Linked DNA regions of Sus scrofa: regions 1, 3 and 4 are each linked to region 2. The links are chromatin contacts, called in public HiChIP or PLAC-seq maps. All regions are on one chromosome and are shown on one strand. Each heading gives the region's core, a stretch centred on a gene start, on an enhancer-like site or on the middle of the called end of the contact. The rest is flanking DNA. Distances are from core to core; before and after follow the strand shown. Region 1 overlaps LOC106506896 (a long non-coding RNA gene). Region 2 has its middle 180 kb from the start of EGFL6. Region 3 has its middle 100 kb from the start of TMSB4X. Region 4 has its middle 24 kb from the start of TLR8.

Evidence for each region. HiChIP or PLAC-seq counts read pairs in DNA pulled down with a chosen protein or histone mark.
Region 1: an H3K27ac HiChIP or PLAC-seq map of alveolar macrophages shows a contact between it and region 2. The contact joins two enhancer-like sites. A contact is called at or near these places in 1 of 47 Hi-C or Micro-C datasets (embryonic fibroblasts) and 2 of 2 datasets of contacts at active chromatin or transcription factors (alveolar macrophages and skeletal muscle).
Region 3: an H3K27ac HiChIP or PLAC-seq map of alveolar macrophages shows a contact between it and region 2. The contact joins two enhancer-like sites. A contact is called at or near these places in 1 of 5 promoter capture datasets (liver), 3 of 47 Hi-C or Micro-C datasets (alveolar macrophages, blood and embryonic fibroblasts) and 1 of 2 datasets of contacts at active chromatin or transcription factors (alveolar macrophages).
Region 4: a contact with region 2 is called in an H3K27ac HiChIP or PLAC-seq map of alveolar macrophages. The contact joins two enhancer-like sites. A contact is called at or near these places in 1 of 5 promoter capture datasets (liver), 19 of 47 Hi-C or Micro-C datasets (adipocytes, alveolar macrophages, blood and 11 more) and 2 of 2 datasets of contacts at active chromatin or transcription factors (alveolar macrophages and skeletal muscle).

Annotation. Positions count from the first base shown.
Region 1 is chrX:9,706,468-9,709,167 of Sscrofa11.1, reverse strand. All of the region lies in intron 2 of LOC106506896 (a long non-coding RNA gene), which reads right to left. Among named protein-coding and RNA genes, the nearest start is that of TMSB4X, 57 kb to the right of the region's middle. Within about 2 kb of position 1,402, at least 28 of the 83 cell types and tissues checked have an H3K27ac peak or open chromatin away from gene starts, as enhancers often do. A contact at or near this core is called in alveolar macrophages, where this site is marked.
Region 2 is chrX:10,039,804-10,042,503 of Sscrofa11.1, reverse strand. No RefSeq gene overlaps it. Among named protein-coding and RNA genes, the nearest start is that of EGFL6, 180 kb to the left of the region's middle. Within about 2 kb of position 1,438, at least 1 of the 83 cell types and tissues checked has an H3K27ac peak or open chromatin away from gene starts, as enhancers often do. A contact at or near this core is called in alveolar macrophages, where this site is marked.
Region 3 is chrX:9,750,833-9,753,532 of Sscrofa11.1, reverse strand. No RefSeq gene overlaps it. Among named protein-coding and RNA genes, the nearest start is that of TMSB4X, 100 kb to the right of the region's middle. Within about 2 kb of position 1,287, at least 29 of the 83 cell types and tissues checked have an H3K27ac peak or open chromatin away from gene starts, as enhancers often do. A contact at or near this core is called in alveolar macrophages, where this site is marked.
Region 4 is chrX:9,623,685-9,626,384 of Sscrofa11.1, reverse strand. No RefSeq gene overlaps it. Among named protein-coding and RNA genes, the nearest start is that of TLR8, 24 kb to the right of the region's middle. Within about 2 kb of position 1,389, at least 6 of the 83 cell types and tissues checked have an H3K27ac peak or open chromatin away from gene starts, as enhancers often do. A contact at or near this core is called in alveolar macrophages, where this site is marked.

The DNA of each region.
Region 1 (2,700 bases), core at 153-2,652, 330 kb after region 2:
TCTGTTACCAAAGTTAAAAATCTTTGTGGTCTCTGTTCTCTACTTGTTTCCTAACTCTTCTTAACACACATTATTTGGACTGTATGTTTATGCTTTTACGATGGATGTTAGAAAAGAGGTACCTTATCCCATGAGGTACTGTTTGAGAAGCGGTTTGCAATAACAAATCCTTAAGGTTTGAAGAGCAGCTAGGGTTGGTTTAAGGGCTCTCAGTCCCACCTAGTCTGTGCAGATTTTCCGAGTTACTGGGGTGTCTACTTCCTTTGTAAATTAGGATGCTTTTCTCTCCTGTGATTATCAAGGCTGATTGGTTTTGCTCTGCACTTCCCTGGAGGTCCTTGTCTTTTCTTTGGCTCACCTTCTGTTGCCCTTCCTTATTTGTAGATCATCGAAGGAGGCAAGTTTCCTTTGAATGTCATTAACACTTTGTAATTAGCCAGGAAGTTAACAAGAATACCAAATGTCCCTTTCCCATCACAGGGCCAGCCGCTGTTTTGTTTTTCTATCCTGAACTCCAAGCAGAAACTGGCCGGGATATAACTGCCCCTCTAGGCGAAGAGTGATTAATTTCATGGGGAAGTGAAATTCACCCAGCTCTTGACCTGTCCCACTCAGGACTCAGCAAGCTTTTCTTTCCAAGTGCCATGGTTAATGCCTTCATCCTGGAAAGCTCGTCAGCCCTCAGCTTCCTCCTCAAACACAAACCACGAAAGGACTACGCATTCACAGTGCCGACAGCAATGCTACTGAGAGGCAAAACGCAGGAATACCTGGGCTCTGGAATCTAGCAGACTCAAGTTCAAGGGGAGGCCTGGGTAACACCCACTTTTTTAAGTTAGGGGGTGAGGTATAACTTACATATAGTAAAATTCACCAAGGCCTGGTATTTGAACTTGCACTTTTCTGTAATCCACAGAGGAAACTCCACCACATTCAGAGTCAGGAAGTATAGACCCTGGGTACCCATCCCCTTGCCAATGTCACTTAACAGCTCTCACTTCTGTCTGGCTTCTTTTGTAAAACAGAAGAGGGGAACTAGGTGATGGTAAGCCCCCCCCCCCCCCCCGCGCGGGTTTTAAGAAGTTCGTAGTGTTCTGTTTTAAAAGACCCTGAAACAAAACTAAACCAAAAATCTTGTCTTCCCAAAAGATCCTTATCTCATGAGTGAAGTTCAGTGTTGAAAGAACTAAAGCTTCTAGAGCTCAAAGTTTTATTTTTACAGTTGCTGCTGGGAGTTTTGCTAAGCGTGTGGGAGCAGAGAGTTCCCACCCCCTGCTTTTAAGCTAACCCGCAGCCCCATTCCACTCCTCCGCCTTGGTCACCCCAGCCCTCCAGTCCAGAGGCAGTGTGAACAGGAAATCAAGTTTCTCAGAAAGTTCAGGCTACCTTGGACGGGTGCCAGATGGCGCTGGAGTAAAAGTGCCGGAGGCGGACAAAGAAGGTTCTCGTCCTCTGGTTACACAGCTCTCTCCTTACATCTCTCCCTTAAACTTCCTCAGCTTAAATGCCAAAACGTTTCTGCAGCTGGGGAAACAGTGCCGCATTCTTTGGTTGTGGCCTGGGGTATCCGTTCCACCCGTTTTTGAGCCAGACACTTTGGCGTGGCCGATCTTTCAGTTTACCTTGGCTCCCTTCTCCCAAAACCAGAGAAACGAAGCACATGCATTCCTGGGTGGACGTTTACATTTGGAACGGAAATGGGGACATTCACTCCCATAATGTAACCAATTTGGAGCTTCGGGAGGGTGTTCTCCCCAATTAAAACTCTCTGACCTGATTCCCATCATGCACCTCTTCCCCCCCTCCCGGCTTCTCCAACAGGTGGACACAAAAGCTTAATATCTGTGGGCAGTTCCAAGGGAAAGATCACCTCATTTTGTGACTCCTGGCCATTCATGGTAGCCTTGGGGGGTTGTGTGGGGTTTTTTTGTTGTTGTTTTTAAGCCCTATTGGAGAGTCGATTTTCACGGGATCTTGTTGAGTCTGACTGAGAGAAACCACACCAAAGTCTTTATCCTCCTCAGTTTATGGAAGCCGGTCCCAGTATGGGCTGCACTGTTAGGATGGCATCTGATGACCTTTTACTTTGTTCTATTATTTCTAAAGGGCACATGGTAACATACTATAATTTTTCTTTTCTTTTTTTTTTGGGGGGGGGGTGAGGACCACACCTGCAGCATGTGCAAGTTCCCAGGGCCAGGGATCAAATCTGTGCCACAGCAGTCACAATGCCAGATCCTTAAACTGCTGAGCCATCAGGGTTCTCCTAAAATATTTCACTGTGTTTATTGTTTAAAAAAGGAATGAGCACAGGGAACTATATCTAATCACTTGTGATGGAACATGATGGAGGATAATGTGAGAAAAAGAATATATATATATATGTGACTGGGTCACTTTGCTGTACAGCAGAAATTGACAGAACACTGTAAACCAACTATAATGGAAAAAAATAAAAATCATTAAAAAAAAGAAAAGGAGCATGAGAATCAAAGTGATCAGGAGAATTGACTGCTCCTCAGTAAAGCTAAAAAATGCAAAATGTCCATCTCCTTTCATTGGAATATAAAGTCAGGAGAGCTGGGATTCAGGTCTGTTTCCCCTATTTCTCTATCACCAGCACCTAGAATAATACTTGGGACTTAGAGTTGAACTGATGAAACAAAGAGACCCTTGGGCAGAGGAGGCTCTAATGACCTG
Region 2 (2,700 bases), core at 189-2,688:
GTTACCCAAGGGGAAAGGGGGTGGAGAAGGGATAAATTAGGAGTTTGGGACTAACATATACACACTACTATACATAAAATAGATAATCAACAAGGACCTACTGTATAGGACAGGGAACTGTACTCAGTATTTTGTAAAAACCTATAAGGGAAAAGACTGAAAAAAAAAGAAATACACATACTTTTTTACATATATATATATACTTTTACATACATATGTATATGTATGTAAAACTGAATCACTGTGCTTACCACCACATTGTAAATCACCTATACTTCAATCAAAAAAGAAAAAAAAAAAAAGGCATGGGAGTTCCTGCCATGGCACAGGGGGTTGAGAATCCCACTACGGCAGCTTGGGTCACTGTGGAGACATAAATTCAACCCTCAGCCTGGCACACTGGGTTAATAGGGTCTTGCATTGCCTCAGTGGTGGCATAGGTCTCAGCTACAGCTCAGATTCAGTCCATGGCCCGTACCTTCCATGTGCCGCAGGTACAGCCATAACATTAAAAAAAAAAAAAAAAAAAAAAAAAAAAGGCACAATGCATATAATCCAGCTATTCTGCTCCTGTTCATATATCCAGAGAAGACAAAAACTCTAATTAGAAAAGATACATGAACCCCTATGTGCACAGCAGCCCTACATAGAGTAGCCAAGACACGGAAGCAACCTAAATGTCCATAAACAAATGAATGGATAAAGATGTGGTATATAAATACAATAGAATATTACCCAGTCATAAAAAAGAATGTAATAATGGAGAAGAGTCTGAAAAAGAAAACATGTAAAACTAAATCGCCTTGCTGTATACTGAAACACTGTGAATCAATTAATTCACTATACTTCAATAATAATAATAATAAAATCTCGCCCTTCCTTAGAACTTTAGCACGGGGTAGCAGAAAGGGTCAATTTTTAAATCCTTGGTTCTACCTATGTGAACTTGGGCAAATCCCTTCCCACTGTGCCTGTCAATTTCTTCATCTATAAAATGGAAAAATCTTGGACTTTGTGTAGGGGTTCCTGAAAATGGATATAAAGCACCTGGTAAGAGGTCAATAAATGACGTTTTAAAAATTATTTTTTAAAATGCACAGTGCTATCCAAGAGAATTTTCTGCAACGAGAGAAATGTTCTGTATTTGTCCCATCCAGGAGAGTAGTCCCTCACCATGGGAAATGTAGCCAGGGTGCCCAGAGACCTGACTTTTATTCAACTGAGTTTTAATCAGTACACATTTACATTTAGATAGCGCCTTGTGGCAAGGGACTTCTGGATTGGATAGCGCTGGTCTGAAGCTCTAATAGGTTATCCTGACTTTGACAAGTTTCTCATTTGTGCTTTTTAAAGCATACAGTCTAGTCAGACTGACTAGGTTCAGATCCTTGCTTCCTCTTTTGCTAGCTGTGTGACAGTGGCCAAGACATTTAACCTTTCTGAGCCTCGTAACAGTAACCACTACATCTGGAAAGGGAGTGGAGTGGGTGGCTCAGCATAGCTCACTCCTGTTAGTTCCTACATCTTGATCGCATGGTTGAAAAGGCAGATGATGTCACAAGGAAGAGCTGAGCCCCTAGTAACTAAGGTCATCACCCCAGAAATTCTGTGATTGCTTCTTTTTAATCTCTGCTCCCTGGGGCTATGGTTGATCCTTAGGAAGAGAAGCAGCAGGAAGGAGGGGGGGAGCTGAAGGAGCAGCTGTCCTCCAAAGGTGGGGCAGTTTATCAATGAGGAATGGCAAGTTCTCTGAGGTCGAATTGCCAAAGTCGCACTGTTACTAACAGACTGGGATCAAGGCAGGATCTTCCTAGCTCTAGGTCCACTTCCCCACCCCTCAAATGTGCACATTCAAATGCTGATTTCTGCCCCCACCCCAGATTCTAATTTGCACTTTTTGTCAGCATCCTGGTGGATCCTACTTTTCTGATTCTACTAGCCTATCATGCTTTGAAAAACAGGACCAAAATTCCCCTCACTCTGGCAAGAACTCCAGAGTGGAGTTACATAAAATCAGAGGTTTTCAACTAGAGGTGAGTTTGCTCCTGAGGGGGTCATGTGGGAATGACTGGAGACATTTCTGGTAGCCAAGGCTTGCAGGGGAGGTTGCCTCTGGCATCTGGTGGGCAGAAGCCACGGCTGCTGCTAAACATCCTCCAACACAGAGAACAGCCCCCACCGCCACCCCACCTCTACCACAAGGAATTTTCCAACCCAAGATGTCAATACTCCTTGGGTTAAGAAAATGTGACTTAAATAAAGCAAAGCTGGGACCTCACAGTATCCCTGAGACAGGAAACCACACCCTACAATGCAAAAAAAAAAAAAAAAAAAAAAAAATTTCCTTCTTGACTTGGTTTCAAGCAGCCCAGGTCCCAGTGATTTAGACAAATTTAAGGGAATGATTCTCAACTTTCTCAGACCCAGTGTACCTTTTTTTTTTTATATATATATATAACATATATTTTGTAACCACTCCTTTCCTATCTTGAAATGAAATTCAGACAATAAACCTAAGTATACAAATAATTTTATAAGAGCAATATAACGTTATGATTGTAATACATCAGGGAGAAATAAAAAGACAGTCTATAATAAAAGGCATTTTGATTTGTATAAAGCTACACTAGTAAAGTTGTCAGATGCCTGTGGATCAGTAGGATCACCAAGAATGCAACTACTAGAAATGCCAGTAGATAC
Region 3 (2,700 bases), core at 38-2,537, 290 kb after region 2:
TAACAAAGACAAAGGAAACTTACATGACTGAATTGGTAGAGCCACTTTGGAGGGCAGTCTGACAACGTGCATCAACAGCCTTAAAAGTATACCTAAAAAAAAAGTGCTTACACTTTTTGATCTTGAAATTTTTATTTCTAGGGTCCTACTTTTGGCCACTATTCAGAGACAGAGTCTAAAAATCTATGAACTGGAATTCCCCTTGTGGCTCAGTGGTAACGAATCCAACCTGTAATCATGAAGATGCGGATTTGATCCCTGGCCTCGCTCAGTGGGTTAAGGATCCGGCATTGCTGTGAGCTATGGTGTAGGTCCCAGATGCAACTCGGATGCTGCATTGCTGTGGCTGTAGTGTAGGCCAGCAGCTGTAGCTCCAATTTGACTCTAGCCTGGGAACTTCCATATGCTGCAGGTGCCCTAAAAAGCAAAGAAAAAAAAAATCTATGAACAGAGATGTGCATTACAGTGTTATTCTGGAGAAAAATGACATTTTCAGTGTCCCTCAATAGTAATTTTTGAATATATACGGCATGTTCTTACCATGAACAGAGCCATTAATAACCCATGTTGTAGGAGAAGGGGGGTAAGGTGGCTAAATTACCACATAACACAAAACAAAATTGAGTATCCAGAACGATATAGGTTTGTAAAAAAAAGAGAGAGAGAGAGAGACGGGTGTTTCTGAAACTATGTCAGGAGAGAGAAACAAACACTAAAAGGAAATACATCAAAATGTTAAGTGCAGCTTTGGCTGGCTGAGGATGAAGTTCACAAGGGCTTTTTGGTTTTGTTTTCATCACTGTGCCCTTCTGGATGGTTCGAAGTTCCCACAGGTCTTAAGGGTTGGTTTTATCATGAAAAATTCATTTAGAGAAAGAATACCCTTAATTAATTCATTAATAACATGAACATGGGAGAAAAGCAAGGCACTAATAGTCCAGTGGACACGCGCTGGAGGCTAGCATGGGCCCGAAGCCATCTGTCTCTACTCTGCTGCTTTTGGTACAGGGTCATGGGGAATCCATAGAATGTGCTCGCTGGGGCAGGGGGAGGGGAGGGGGAGGCGCTCCTTTCACACTCAGATGTGGAGCTGGGAAGCTGGCCCAGGCCTTGGCGAAGGAGGTGGCCCCTCTTGCATGCGAATTGAGGGCCGTGGGCTGCGACCATCCTCCCAGCTGTCTGAGCAAATGCAGGAATTCAGAGCTGACCAGCAAAGGAGGGCAAGAGACGAGGCCAGGGCAGCTGGTGTCCGGCGGAGACGGTCTTCTGTTTCCTGGAGTTCACACAGGGGAAGAGGAAGCCTTGCTCAACCGCAGAGCACGTTGAAGCAAACTGTGCTGAGCATGAGGAGGGGCCCCAGACCCCAGAGAGCCCCGGTCTGGGGCGCTGTGGCTGTGGCTGCTGTGCTGTTTTATCTTCAGGAAACTGCTCACCGCTCGCTCAGAATTCTGACACCACTGTTCACTGGGGGCCGGATGCCTGCCCTGAACTCACTGAACGTGTGTCCACTGTTGTTGCCCAGAAGAGCAGCCGCCACCATCCCCCGGAGAACACGCTGAGCTGAACACGCTGCGGGGCGGGGGATGGAGGAAGGTTATGTGAGCATTACACGAGGCCACATTCTCTGGGACTTGTCTCTCATGGGGACCGGCCTCAACAGGACAGGCTGCGAGCCTTCTGGCCTCCCAGACTGACTTGCCTCGGCCAGTCCCATCGGCTCCATCTCCAAGAAGAATCTTGCCAGCAGTCAGGAGGCTCCCTTCCTCGGCCCCAGCCTCCCTTGGAGGTCCCTCTGCCAAACTGGACTGCTTTGAGCCCTGGAGCTGTCCCAACCCCTCCCTAAGGCCTCGATGGAATGGCTAAGCTGAATGTGCAGTCTTCTCTGTATTGTCTTGTGGCATCTGTGGGCTGATGGATAGTCTTCCTAAATACCTAAAAATTCAAAGTACACGTTCTTCTGCCTCCTTGCTCAGCAACGGCACACAGGCAAAGCAACTGGTACCGCAGTGTGCAATCCTTCTCAGCAGGAAGCTTCTGGGGGGTCCCTGCAAGCATGTGCTAGATAGCCGTGGTTTCAGGGTAACAGCCAGGTAGGTCTGGCCACCGGAAATGTTCGCACTAGACACCCTCGCCGGCTTCTGTCTAACCCTAGTGTTAGGGAGAGGCCATCATTTTTCCACTTTGACAAAACCCGTTTGATTTCTCACACGGTATTTATTTTTTTCTGATTGCAAACCACGAAAAGGACCACAAACTGGATCCAGCTGAGGAGAAGCCGGGGCCTAGGGCCATTTCTCAGCTGCTCTTAAAGAATTCCTCAGACGGAGTCATTTTCCCTTGAGCCACAATCCCCCAAACTTCTAAAGAGACCACGTCTAGAGGAAGCATCTTGCTCTATGAAGGCAGCTGAGTGAGCCCTTCTGGGAAATGAAGCTAAATGACAATACCTTTTAGCTGCCTCCTCTTAGGAATCTGGTCTCAGTGCCAATCCATGTTATTTCTCACTATTGAAGAAGCATTAATGGCGAGTCCAAGGGCCCAAGGTTATTCGGACTCTTAGGAACCACACTTTCAGATCCCAGCGGCATCGGGTCAAGTTTTCCCCTTCCAAGGCAGACAAAGCCACCATTTGCGAGGCATACTCACAGCGCAAGCACGTTACACTTCCATTAGGAATTGAAAAACCAACCAAACAACAAA
Region 4 (2,700 bases), core at 140-2,639, 420 kb after region 2:
CCGATGGGGTAACGCGAAAAGGAAGACACACGCATCTAGGAGTTTACATTGTCTTTGGACCATGTTCACCTGCATCTTAAATGAGCCTTCCTTTGCAATGTTTCATGTTCTGTGACCAGAAAATCATGATGGCGTGTTCAGATTAGTGCCTAACTTGCAACTTCCGGCCACTGGAAGCTGAGCAGCTATGCAGAGCCATCCAGATGAGGTGGAGGAGCAGGGAGACCCGAAGAAGCCAAACTGTTCAGAAGGCGTTTGCTCAAACTACATCCCCTCAGCATTGCCCAAATGGACATCATTAGAAACATATTCATTTGGGCTTAAGATACTGCCGTCCGTAAACGAACCATGGAAATCTCTGGAAAGGCTAATATGTGCATCACTTATATAATGAATGTATTTATCAGATCACTTTCCAGAATTTCATTCCCCATGTATTCAACAGTTGCCCTAACATCCACTGGGCTTGGCACTTGGGGCGAAGGCGGGGGCGGGGGGGGGGGGATACAGGCGTGAGGAAATTGCGGTTCCTTGACTGCGGTTCAAGGAACTTTTGGTCTTGTTGGGGAGGGATCTGAAGCGACTAATTGTGACCGAGACAACACAAAGAAGTGCCAGGATAGGGGAGCAAAGTGCTGTCAAACATGGAAACCGAAATTGTTCATTTTGAGTGCGGTACTTGGGTGATGCTTGGACCAGTGGGTCTCCAAGCATGGTCTCCACCCAGAAGCATCAGCATCACCCGGGAGCTTGTTAGAGATGCAAATTCTCAGGCCTGCCCCGGGCTGTTTTAACAAGCCCTCCAGGTGATGCCTGCCCAAGCTGAAGACCCACTGCTTCAAAGACAAGATGATGTGGGCTGGAAAGAGGACCCAAGGGACACATGGGACTTTCATAATTAAGATGGGCGGGCATTTCTCATCCTCATCCCTTATATCCGTATGGTGATTTACACCCTAGTATGTGATCTGACCTTTACAACAGGACATGAGACAGAGAAGGAAGCGAAACAAGTTTAGATTTCAAAGCAAATAAGAACTGGGTACAAATTCTCACTCTGACACCAAGCTGTGTCAGCTGGAGCAAGACCTTTAACCTGCTTTCTTACCAGTAAATGGTTACAGTTCTGTTCTCTGTGGGGATTTTTGGTAAGGATTAAATACAGAGCTGCTGTTCACTAAATGGCTATTATTTCTATACATTATTTTTATAAACCCCTGTTGGGAGTGAGAAAACCCAAGCTTGATTGTAGTTGTGAGGCTGCCCCTTGGGTACCTGACTCAGTCCTGGGGTGGTTTCCCTCCCAGACAGTTTTCACTACAGAGGAGGCCTCTACAAGGCCTTCTCTCTAGTTACAGATTTGTCGGCATTTCTGGGTTTACCGCATGGGGAACTCTAGAGGGCGCCAATGGTTCATGAAAATGGCAGTCACTGACGCAGAGCTGGAAGCTGAGTGAATACCGAGAAGTAGCGAGAAGGTGGAGTCGCACATAAAGTGAACATATTGCTTTCTCCCCCAAACTAGCCACTTTTAGGCCATGTGCATCATTTCTACGATAAACATTAGATGACTATCTGGAATTTTCCAAATTTTATTCCGTATTTATTAAACAGCTGCTCTAAGATGCTCTAGGGAGGAGACACGTGTGGGTAACATTGTGGAATAAACCCCCTCCTGTTTTTTCCCAAGTTTAAGGACTAAAGTAAGCAACTTTTTATAATCTATACCCAATGGATGGAGATTTGAACTCTAAGAATTTAGTAAGTTTTTTTTCTCTACAGGTGGAGCATATAAACTGGCATCCAGTGGGTAGAGACCAGGGATGCTGCTAAACATGCTACAGTGCACAGGACAGCCTCCTCCAACGGAATAGTCTACAGTCCAAAATGCCAGCAGTGCCAAGGTTGAGAGATCCTGCGCTAAAGATTCTCACCATCACCCCAAAGTCAACACATCAAAGATGAAGACTTGCATTCCCCAAGTTTACCAGATCTTTTTAAAATTTTTATTTTTAGGGCCCCTTTTGTGGCATATGCAAGTTCCCAGGCTAGGGGTTGAATCTGAGCCATATATGTGGCCTACACCACAGCTCGTGGCAATGCTGGATCCTTTGCCCACTGACCGAGGCCAGGGATTGAACCGACATCCTCATGGATATTAGTCAGATTCTTAACCCGCTGAGCCACAATAGGAACTCCTACCAGATTTTACAAATGTTGCTTCATTGTCTTCCCAACTCTGTCAGGCTAAAGCCTTTCACATTCCCTGGAAACCTTCCTGTGCTTTGCTCCATAAATCTATTTGGTCTCCAAGGTGTGTGGATTTTTGCCTATTTTGAATTCACGGCTTGCCATTCTCCCCAGGCAAGTATTACTATCCAGTATCCTTTGTCCAGGATCGTCTCTGCTGGCTTTGTTCTCCTGGGGTTCAGGAATCCTGCACTTACCTCTTCTAGTCTCTGTGTCCAGCACTGTGCCCAATGGGTGGCCTATTTAGCAAGAAATATCTAGGAGTCTTTAGGGAGAAAGATTTCTGGCTCAATACAAACACAAATTTCTAACAAACAAAAAAAGTATACATAGAATTTAAAGGCATTTTTTAATGTGTATGTTATTATGGCAAATTAAATGTGCTTCATAAAGGAAGGATCAATATGTGGACATAAATTTTAAACTTTCTTTTGGAAGCTCTGCTCAATC